Linked DNA regions of Mus musculus: region 1 is linked to region 2. The links are chromatin contacts, called in public HiChIP or PLAC-seq maps. All regions are on one chromosome and are shown on one strand. The core of a region is the stretch at or near the end of the contact, and the rest is flanking DNA. Distances in the headings are between cores, read along the strand shown.

Region 1 (5,959 bases), core at 2,636-5,135, 740 kb before region 2:
TGACTCTGTGAATCTACACAGCTGAAACTGTCTGGCTGAAACTTGGTGCAGCATATTAACTGACAGCCCATTATGTAGTTTGTATCCCAGGAATAGAAGTGACAGTGGGACTGTTTGACAGCTTAGTATAAGTGGCATCTCAAGTTGTGATGAACTATTCCAGTCACTGACTATGACACCACCTCAGACAGCCTCTGTGCACACCTTCAATTAAAAGAAAACTCTAGACTTAAATAAATACTGCAGTGATGAATTTTAAACAGCAGACATATTAAACTACACATGTGTATGTATCTTCTTAGTGGTAAAGTAAGATCAGCAGGTAAAAACTGAAAAAAAGAGGGGTGCATTTATAACTAAAACATTAAATATATAAAAATGATCACTTTTACAAAAAGAGTTCCCTTTATTTCTTGGAATATACTGAAATAAGAAAGTTGAAATGACTTTTTTTTAAAAAAAGATTTATTTATTTATTATGTGTAAGTACACTGTAGTTATCTTCCAGACACGACATAAGAGGACATTAAATCTTGTTACGGATGGTTGTGAGCCACCATGTGGTTGCTGGGATTTGAACTCAGTACCTTTGGAAGAGCAGTTGGTGCTCTTAACCACTGAGCCATCTTTCTAGCCCCTGAAATGATTTTTATAACAGTAGATTTAAATATTTATACTTTCTTATTCTAACAGGGATTACCTATTAATGTTTTCATTATATAATAATGAGCCTTAAATTCTATAAGCAGCCGGTTTTAGAATAGATTTATGAATGGCTTACATTTAAAAAAGATTTATTCTATTTTATGTGTGTGAATGTTTTGCCTACATGCTTGTATGTTTACTACATGTGTACCTGGTACCCAAGGAAGAGGGTGTCATTAGTTCCTTTTGAACTCACAGAGCTCTGCCTGCCTCTACTTCTTTTGTGCTGGGGTTAATGGAGTGCGCCAGCACACCTAGCAAACGTTTATTTCTTTGTTAGGAAAAAATGAAAGACTTCCTTATGTTGTGGTAAGAGCACATTGCATTAGATAACTTTATAATACTTTGATTCCAGAGAAGAATTGTCTCTTCTTTCTGCTGGTTCTCCTTACTGATTGTTCACTTGGAGATTCCAACAACTGTTTTTTTCTGGAGCTAGACTCCCTTCTACTTTTGTTTTCTTAGAGATACAACTGCTTGTATAACTAACTTTCATGAAAATTTGGGTGGCCTCTCATGACTAACAAACCTATTCAAACTTGCATTGTATGTCTTACATACACAGTGCTCTAAAAGCTTGACTGATTTTTAGTTTGTTAGATTTATTTATATTTTATTTTATATATGTGTATGTGTGTGTGCTTGATGTCCACAGAGGAGAGACATTAGCTCCGTTTGAGCTACAACTACAGGAGAGTAATTATGAGCCACTGTATAGCAGATGAGAACCAGATCCCGATGCTGGACAAGGGCAGCAAGTGTTTTTAAGCCGCTGTTCCCATTCGGCACACCTGCTCATCCTGTGTTACCCTTGTTGAACTTGTCCCTGCCTGGAGCCTGTGTTCCCTTTCCCAGCTTGGAGTCCAAGCCCACACAGTGCTGTCTCTGACTGGAAGTAGTCCCTCTCTCTCTTATCTGCCAGATTCCTGGTTTTGGCTGATTCCTCAGGGTCTCCTAGTGCTCCTCAGGGACTTTATTTACTTGTAACTGCTAGGGTCTCCCTCAGTAGGGTTACATTGTGATTGTTTGTTGATGTGCTTTTGACACAAGTACTTGGGACACTAAGTTTATGAGAAGGCCCAGGAGTGCTCTATACATCCCCATGTCTTTAGTAGTTGGTTTAAAGGAGGTAAACAAGCTGATGCCATCATTAAATATGGTTAAGTAAAACAACTTAATTCTGTAGCAAGCATTGTGTATCATTAAGTGTATAGTTCTCAAGAAAGCAACAAAAATCTCTAGGAATTTGAGCAACAACAACAGAGAAAGAACAAAGCCCACAACCTCCTCAGGGGAAAGAGATGATGGAAGTCCACTGAGCATGGAGGAGGCGGCAGAATGCATTCTTGTGAGAAGTCCTCAGCCACACGGAAAATAGATGTAAAGTGAAGGTGTGCCTCAGGACGCCTTTCAGACCCAGTTCTGACAGAAAGACATCTCCCTGGGAGTTTATCCCTCCACTTGTATCTCCCAAGAATTTGGAGTTTAGTATTCTATCAGTGTTATTAGAAAACTCTAAGTCAAGGAACTAGTATAAAAGTTACTGAAAAGTATTAAAATATTATCTAACATATAAACTAACTGAACATATAATACTACAGTGGCTTATATAATGTATATTTAAGGCAGATTTTGGGTGTTTCTTTGATATAATGTAAAATTCATACTGTTCAGTACAGTTAACTTGGTCCTACTTGTGCTGTCTACTGTCCCTTAAATCAATTGTGGTTGAAAACTCAGGACATGACAATAAGCAGACAGAGCGTTCTTTCTGACTTTTCTGTATCTGTATTGTTAGCTTCTTTCTTGGTAATTTGATAGTTGACTTAGCTCTAAAAATGCTGTTTTCCTTTCAAAGCAGGTGTGTATTCTATTTCAGTTATTTACTTTTTCCATGAGTTCTGTAAGGATCTAATATTTATATCTATTTTAGCTAATTTTGTAGAGTGATTTAAAGAGCAAATTATAGTTTTTATTTATATTACTGTCCAGTTTTCCTATAAACATTTATACGTCACTCCTGACTTTTATTTCTTAATGTTAAATTCTTATTCATATTAAGACATATTTTGAGGCTCTTGGCTCATAAGCTTAGAACATTAGGAATCATCACTAACTCTTTTTTCTTTTCTTTTCTTTTTTTTTTTTTCTTTTAGTCTATGATTTCCTGGCATTTTTCCACAAACTCATTCCCATCTACTTTTTGTCTCTCCGGGCTGTTATATTTTTTCCAGGCATAATGAGATAGATGCAGTTCAGACTACTGACTGCTCATACAGATGCTGCATTCAGGGCTGAAAAAGGGTAGAGTAATTGGTTCTATGCTGTGTATTTTCTCCCCTTTAGTGTGTGTGTGTGTGTGTGTGTGTGTGTGTGTGTGTGTGTGTGTGTGTTATCATCCCAAAGCTGCACCTCTGGTTCCTTTTTATCTCTTGCTTGGAGTACTATTGGTCTTTATCTGGGACATGACAGCCATAATTCCATGCTAACTTTTGTGTTCTGTCCTTGTTTCTGACTCAGAAAAGATTCATGTCCTCTATTTGAATCTGCTCAGATTTCTCCTCCAAAGATGGGTATAGGGTTTTTTCCATCTCTTTCCCTTTTTTACTGCTTTGGCATCTCATGACCTTACTACTCTCTTTAAGGAAAGGGTTTTTAATCTACTCATAACTGCTGAGACTCCAAAATGACACACTATAGAGCAAGTTCTTCCTGAGTGCACCTGGGCTTCAGAGCCTTCAGGTTCACTTCCCTTGTGCTGTTTGGCTTCCTTGGACACACTCACAAAGCAAATGGTTTTAGATAGTTCTCTTGTACATATTGACAAATGTCTTGTTTCCGTTAATATTTTATTTTTTAGGCAATATTCTCAAACACACAATTCTGCTTCAGCATTTTAGGTGCTAGGATTACAGGCCTCTGGTACATCTGAGAACATTTTAATTTAAATGCTTTATAGAAAGTCAGTTAAATTATGTTTCATGTCATTCATTGTATTTGTGTTACTGTACGTTGGTTAGTAGTGTGAGAATATATCATTTGTCTTCCCCACTGTGGAAGTTTGAACAAGAATGACCTCCTTAGGCTCATATAGTTGAATGCTTAGTCATCAGGGAGTGGCAATACTTAAGAAAGATTAGGAAGGGTGGCCTTGTTGGGTCGATGTGTCCTTGTTGGAGGAAGTGTGTCATTAGGGTGGCTTTGAGGTTTCAGATGCTCAGGGTTAGGGCAAGATAGTCTGTACAGAGAAGCAAGCCCTGATCCCATTAGATCCACCAACACCAGAGCTAAGAGATAGTAAAGAGAGTAAACCGCTAATCAGAACTTAATATTGAGTTTTTTCCCTTACTCCAGCCAGAACAAATATGATTAAGAGAAAAAACCAAAACAAAACAAGTACTGTTGAGAATGAGAGGAAAGGGGAACGCTTATATAATACTGATGAGAATTTAGTTAGGCTAGCCACTCTGAACATTAGTATACATTTTCCTCAAAATGATCTATCAAACTATTATATGATCTAACAACAATTCTCCTGGAACCCAAAGGCTCTAGGTTGCTGAGACACTTCATTTTCATTGTAGATTTGATGATTCTCCAGGACTGTGGAAATGCACCTTTAGGTGTATCTTTTGAGGATGTTTGCAGAAAGGTTTAACTGAAAAGGAAAACTGCCTTATATGGGAACGGGAAGATTAGTGGGAAGGGCTGCAGAAGAAAGGTAATGAAAATGTCTTGGTGAAGTCCATAGCTACATACAATGAATATACACCAAGAAAACTGAAAGCCAACAGGATAAGTGTTTATAAATACATAGATAAATAAAACAAGCATTTGAGAAAATCCACCTAGCAAGCTTTATATCACCTTCACGCATGGTAGAGCAGTGGTTCTCAACTTGTGGGTCATGGCCTGAGGATTAGATGACCCTTTCACAGGGGTTGCCTAAAACCTTTGGAAAACACAGATATTTTCTTTTTTTTTTAACATTTTTAAAAAATAATTTATTTTTTGAGATTATGATATAGTTACATTATTTCTCCCTTCCTGATTCTTCTTCCAAACCCTCCCATATACCCCTCCTTGCCCTGTTTCAACTTCATAGCCTCCTTTATATTAAGTGTTGTTGCATACATACATACATACATACATACGCGTGCGCACACACACACACACACAAACACACACTGCTAAATGCATAAATATAACCTGCATAGTCTATATACTGTTACTTTTCAGTATGTTTTCAAGGCTGACCAGTTGGTATTTGCTAATTTTTTTTTAATTAGGTATTTTCCTCGTTTACATTTTCAATGCTATCCCAAAGGTCCCCCATACCCACCCCCCCCCAATCCCCTGCCCACCCACTCCCCCTTTTTGGCTCTGGCGTTCCCCTGTACTGGGGCATATAAAGTTTGCAAGTCCAATGGGCCTCTCTTTGCAGTGATGGCCGACTAGGCTATCTTTTGATACATATGCAGCTCGAGACAAGAGCTCCGGGGTACTGGTTAGTTCATATTGTTGTTCCACCTATAGGGTTGCAGTTCCCATTAGCTCCTTGGGTAATTCATTATGATTCAGAACACTGGCAAAATTATAGTTATGAAGTAGTAACAAATAATTTTATGGTTGGGGTCACCATAAAACTAGGAAGTGTATTAAAGAGTCATAGCATTAGGAAGTTTGAGAAACACTGTGTTAGAGTAATCTGAAAGGAGAGAACTACAATTGAGAAAATGCCTTCATAAAATCATGCTATAGGGGAATATCTTAATTACTGATTGTTAGGGGAGGGCCCAGCCTATTGTGGGTAGTAGCATCTCTGGGCTGGTGGTCCTGGGTTGTATAAGAAAGCAAGTTGTGGTGGTTTGAATATGCTTGGCTCAGGGAGTGGCACTATTAGGAGGTGTGGCCTTGTTGGAGGACATTTATCATTGTGGGCATGGACTTTGAGACTCCTTTGCTAGTTGTCTGGAAGCCAGTTTTCTCCTGTTTGTCTATGGAACAAAAATGTAGAACTCTTAGCTTTTTCAGTGCCATGCCTGCCTAGATGCTGTCATGTTCCTGCTTTGATGAGCTATGATGATAGTGGACTGAAATGCTGAACTTGTAAGCCAGCCCCTATTAAATATTGTCCTTTACAAAAGTTGCCTTGGTCATGGTGTTTCTTCACAGCAATGAAACTCTAAGACAGAAGTTGGTAGAGGGAGTGGGATATTGCTGTGATAGGCCTGACCATGTTTTTGTTTGGAGG
Region 2 (5,633 bases), core at 1,360-3,859:
CACCCTTGCTACTCAGGAAAAGGATAACTGCTCCTTGTGGTGAGGAGGGAGTGCCAAATGGTATCAGTGTGGTCCGTGCACTGTTGGCTTGCTCTCTGGGCCCACCTCTCCTGATAAATTCTGGATGTCAGAGATGAAGGCATATTGAAGATGAAGGAGACTTCCCAAGTGCCAGAGCTTGATGCACTCTGCATCTATGAGCCTGTGAGGCTGACTCTGTGCAGGCCATTAAACAGACAAGAAAGATAAAGCCAGACAAAACTGGAGTGTCTAAATCCAAGTTGCTGCTGTGCCCCAAGCTTCTGAAAGGGCAGCAGTTACCTAGGTAACTTGTAAAGGAAGGCCACTCTCTACATCCATCACCTTCCTAGTGGTTACTAAGGTGACAGCTGGGAAATGCACTCAGATAACATAGAGGCAAAAGAATGTATTATTTCTTTTAAGGGAAAGAAGTCCTTGTTATCAGCCCTCCAGTTTGACTGTTCCTCTAGGCTGTGCAGCTTCTCTCAGCCACCCAGCCGCCTTCTGTGTGTAGGTAGTCTGCCACATTCTCCCTTCCCTTATGACACTCCTGCAAGGCAGCCATGCTGCCATGTTGCATGGGGGTGTGACTTTACTCAGTCTTCTGTCACCTCCTTGGGGATTTCCACAAACAGCCTCAGGAGCAGCTGTACCAGGAAAGGCCAGATGGAGGAGATCCTCCTCCCCGGGGAACTGCAACACACCTCTAGACAAAAGAGTGGGGTGAACAGCTACTACCTCACCCAATCCGCATACCCTGACCCTCTCTACTCCCAGTGCATCAGACAAGGAAGCAGGTGGTAGCCTTACAGGGTCAACAGGGTGGGAGCCAGCCAGCTAACACAGTCTGGGATCTGCCTATGGACAGATGCCATCCACTGTGCTATGTGCTATGTGCTATGTGCTATGTGCTATGTGCTATGTGCTATGTGCTATGTGCTATGTGCTATGTGCTATGTGCTATGTGCTATGTGCTGGCTCCTCAGGCACACATTCCCAACAGCAGCTTAGGGGTTTGCCTGCCATGCATTGTGATTTAGACTCCTACAGGCTTTGAATGGGACAGATAGCAAAGCTGAGCATTGAAAAAAGCTGGCACATGGGACTCATATTATGCTGGGAGAAAGTAGGCTTCCATGCTCAGACCTTCCAAGCAGTCCTCGGCCAGAAGGTCACCCAGCAGTGTGACTAAGCCAAGGCAAGTATGGGTGAGCTATAAGTCTCCGGGAAATGAAGATCCCTTTGTTGTCCAGCCTGGAAGGTCACATGCTGCCATTTGAGATTGCCTAGACAAGCAGAGTATCCACCCCTACAAAGGTGACAGCACTGGGGACCTAAGTCAGCATTGCTGCCATCGGCTAAGAATGCAGCATTGAGCAAAGGCACAGCATTCGATCACACACAAATGCCATTGTGATCACAATGGCCTACAATAAAGAGGTGCTTGTTTGAAAGGCCACAGACCAAGCTGGCCGAGAAGGACAAGTGGCCCCAGCAAAGTACCAGGCCCTTGACTTCACAGAGCTGCTGACCCTCAGCTTCTCCATAGTGAGTAAGGTACAGATCATTTCCTTGTGCAAGACACTTGTGTTCTACTGTGGCTTAGCATACTGACTTGACAGACAAGCAGCCAGGTTCCAGAAGACTGGTCACTGTATGTCCCTCAGTCAATCACCACACGGCCTTGTTCATTTCAGGGACAGGGGCCATAGAGAGACAAAGAGACACAGACATCTGTTTGTAGAGACCTTACTGGATGCATGTTGTTGCAACTCAGTCACAAGTCTGAATGAGGCAGATCTCATGGATCTGTGTTGTCCATTGGACTTCATGGAGGCAGCCTTATGCTTAGAGACACTGGGTGGAACTTGAACTTGTGCCAGGGCCATTGACAGCAAAATCACCAAGGAAAGGAAAAAATGCATAAATAATGACACCACACAGACCTGGACAAGTATGCTTATCTTCAGTGTAAGCAAAGGCAAGCAGTCAGGGCTTCTGAAACTTTGTCCCACCACAGCTAGGATCACATGTGTCTGTCACTGGAATTTTCCAGCACTTTGTATCTGAAAATCTCCTCAAAGGTACTGGCTTATAGATTGAGGAAATATTTGGAGAGGTAGGTGCGTTCACTGAGGCCCTTGTTTCTCTGGCTTTGAGTTGAAAGTATAATGTAAGTCTATCAGGGCATCTGAGCCCTTCATGATATTCCAAGTATAGAGAAAGATTCCTTCTGCCCCTCTGAAGTCAAGGGTTATAGCAACACAAAAGCAGCGGATATGGGCCTGACCAGATGTTTGGGAGAAGTTAGGAGAGGGCAAAGTCTTTGTTTGCAAGCCTGGATGAGCAATGTTGAAAACGAAGCTGTCAGGTCAGGATGCATAGCCATAGCAGGACACAAGTGTCTTGCACAAGGAAACAGGCAACATCTTACCCAGTACAGAGAAGCTACAGTTGCCTAAGCCAACTGTTCAAACCTATCACCTAGAACCAAGACTTCTGCTGGTCTTTGTGTCACTGGTCTGGCAAAGGCCCTCTCTTTGTTTAGCAAGGAGCCTTACTCACCAATATGGTCAGATGTTTGAACAGGCTGAGTGGGTGTTCGGTAAACCCTGATAACAGGGCAATCATATTTTGGTGTTCTGGGTCTGCCTGGCAGGCTGAGGTGGCATGGCCCCTCCCTATGGACTGGTTGGCAAACATCTGCTCCCAAAGCCCAGACAACCTGGAATTCAGACACTATAGGCTCCCAGTACTATGAAACCTGTAGGTAAGTCAGCCAAGTCCTAGGGAGAAAAGTCTAGACTGGAGCAGCATGTGGGTGATGTCTCTGTTACTGTGACATTTAGTTCTGGGAAAGGTTCTGAATCTCTATTTCACACACCTCACAAGAAGATGTCCGCTGCTAACTCTCAGATGCTAACAGTCATGTGTGAGAAACAAGCAACTCTTCAAGGAAAGTCTTCCAACTGACTCATCTTCTGGACACTCTGTGGTTTGGCTACATTGCTGTGACCAAATACCTGACAGAAAGAATTCAGGAGACAAAGGGTTGATTTGGGCTCACAGTTAAAAGCAATAGAGGCATCTGGTATCTATACCATCATGGCTGGAAAGGTACAAAGGCGAGAGCATGAGGCACCCAGTCACAATGAATCCAGTCGGGAACATAGTGAAACAGGAAGTGAGACAAGGAAGATGCCCAACCTCAGTGGCTCAGGTCCTCTAGCTAGGTCCCATATTAAGGCCGCACCCATCGGGAAACCTAACATTGTAACAGAAACCTACCATATCCAAACCACATCATGAAAAGAGGTGGCCTTTCTAGGGAGAACACAGTACTCAGCTCCCATGTAAGCAGAGACAACCTCCTAAGCATAAGTTTTCTCACTGCCAAGTGAACATGTACACGGCAGATGACAGGGATGGTGGAATGACTGCTGGTACCCAGAGCCCTAGCCACCATCACAAAAGTCAAGCTGTGCCACCTTGGGGTTTCCACACTTGGTAAACAGCAGTATGTTCTGCACCACACAAGACTGGGCTCTCCCTTTCAAACTACACTTGTCAATTTCCTATGAAATAACACACCAGGCATTTTTGAGCCAGTGAGACTGCATGGCCAAGTGCAGGATGGGGCTAGCTAGGCACAGATGACAAAGGTGGTGAGAGGTTGGGAACCCCAGTCAGAAACAAGCTCCTATGTAGTTTCCTGGACCCCTAGACTCAGAGAGACTAGACCGGTCCATCTCTAGATTGCACAGGTCAAGGGAAGCCAGACTAGGAAAACTTCTTTGCCTCTTCTAGTCTTGTGTCTAGGGTAACACACCAGAAAATGCTGTCAAGGAGAGCAGAGGGTCTGTGTTTTATTGTTACTTATCAGGGACAGTCCCTTTGAACTCTTTAGAAACAATCTGGCCATGAAGCAGAGGTTACAGCAAAAATAGAGAAGGCCATCATAGAAATAAAAATCAAAACCACAGTAGATACACCATACTATTACAATAACTGTATCAAATATGTATGGTGACCACTGTTGGCAAGGATATGACTAAGAAGAATCTCTTACACTATTGGTGGGAGTGAAACCAACACTAGCAATGTGGACTAACATGGAAGTGCTTGCCACCATCCTTCGGTCTCTCTCCTAAGCATACCTAAGGGACAACTGTCCACCTATGCTCTCTGGAGCATTATAAGCTAATTGCAAGAAATGTAGACATGTCTGTTGACAGATGACCAAAATAAAGTGAGGAAATTACACACACTAGATTATGCACCAGTGAATGGATGAAATCCTGTCATTTGCAGCAATACTAGTGGAAATAAGGAACATGATGCTAAACACAATAAGCCACACACAGAAATAGATCTTGTGTGCTTGTCTCTTCTGTGGACACTACAGCAGTTGATCTCATAAAGTTGAAAGTAGAATGACACTTACCACAGCCTAAGGCAGAGATGGGAGAACTCAGCCAAGGAGGACCATGTTTATTTAGATGAGAAGAGGAAGACGTGCTGGGCATCAGTGCATTCTGTGTGTTTCAGGCATGACTGTGGTGTATAATGGTGTGTAGAACACTGCAAGACACATAGAACAGAGAATGGTTACTAAAGGTTATAGAAATGCTAATTATCTTGATTTGATCCTCAAATGTTTTCATGCACCAAAACTTGTCTCTTAAGTGCATAAAAACATTATAAAATAATAATAATAAAATAATAGAAGTCAGTCACCCTCATTGCTGCCACCACAAGCACATTCATCTCCTAGACCTCCTCAGCACTGAAAACTTCTCCTCCTCCCTTCCCCCTTCTCCCCATCTTCTTCTTCTCCTCCTCTTCCTCCTCCCCTTCCTCCCCTTCCTCCTCCTCCTCCACTACAACCTTCCTATGATCAGTGCCTCTTGCAAGTAATCTGGCCTAAATGTAGGTGTCCCTTGCCCTTCTAGAATGTGCTCTTGAGTACAGAATGACTTAGGCCATTGTGCCCACATGGATGCTGTAGAAAGTTTCTACACAGTGGAGAAAGCTCTAGATTAAGCACCCCTCTTTTGGAAGAACCATCTGGAAAGGTCATGTGCCAGGCCACTGGAGATCACTCAAGCCTCACAGGCCCAGCAGCTCTTCCTGAGAACCCGTTGTGCTACACGGGGACAACTCTGCTGCAGCCCATTTCTGCAGTGTGTCCTTGGGCCAGCACTCCCCTCTCACATTCCTCAGTCTTTGCTGGTGCACTTTCATGTTTGCCTAACTCCAAGGCCTTCCTCCCTCCCCTCTTGGCTTTGTCTTAAGGGTTCCCAGAAGGTCAACTTCCCTTGCCCTCCCCCACCTCTCCAGTGGAGTAGGCACAACCCCACTGATAACACATCCTTCTATGTTAGCACAGCTCCAGGGGCAAAGAGCAAAGGCTTAACCACCCAAACAACTCTGCGTGAGCAAACTCTGCACTAAAGACATTCAGGGGCCAAAGACCTTCCAGGCTCAGAGCCACTCATTGAGGAGTGGAGATAAAACAGTCAGTCGGGGTCCCAGCCACTGCATGGGATTCTTTGTATCTCACAGTTGGCCCCAGAAAGGCCCCTTTATAGAGGGCCAGGGCTGTATTAAAG

The links. HiChIP or PLAC-seq counts read pairs in DNA pulled down with a chosen protein or histone mark.
Region 1: a contact with region 2 is called in a FOXA1 HiChIP or PLAC-seq map of pancreatic cancer cells. The contact joins two enhancer-like sites. A contact is called at or near these places in 1 of 115 datasets of contacts at active chromatin or transcription factors (pancreatic cancer cells) and 2 of 9 other capture datasets (embryonic stem cells and embryonic trunk).

What each region holds. Positions count from the first base shown.
Region 1 is chr5:29,307,302-29,313,260 of GRCm38.p6, reverse strand. All of the region lies in intron 5 of Lmbr1 (limb region 1), which reads left to right. Among named protein-coding and RNA genes, the nearest start is that of Gm42244, 36 kb to the right of the region's middle. Within about 2 kb of position 3,885, at least 13 of the 459 cell types and tissues checked have an H3K27ac peak or open chromatin away from gene starts, as enhancers often do. A contact at or near this core is called in pancreatic cancer cells, where this site is marked.
Region 2 is chr5:28,563,302-28,568,934 of GRCm38.p6, reverse strand. 9530036O11Rik (RIKEN cDNA 9530036O11Rik) reads right to left here. Exons shown (of 7, transcript NR_015562.2): 2 at 4,466-4,602. Among named protein-coding and RNA genes, the nearest start is that of Shh, 99 kb to the right of the region's middle. RefSeq lists an enhancer at 4,487-5,633. Within about 2 kb of position 2,609, at least 11 of the 459 cell types and tissues checked have an H3K27ac peak or open chromatin away from gene starts, as enhancers often do. A contact at or near this core is called in pancreatic cancer cells, where this site is marked.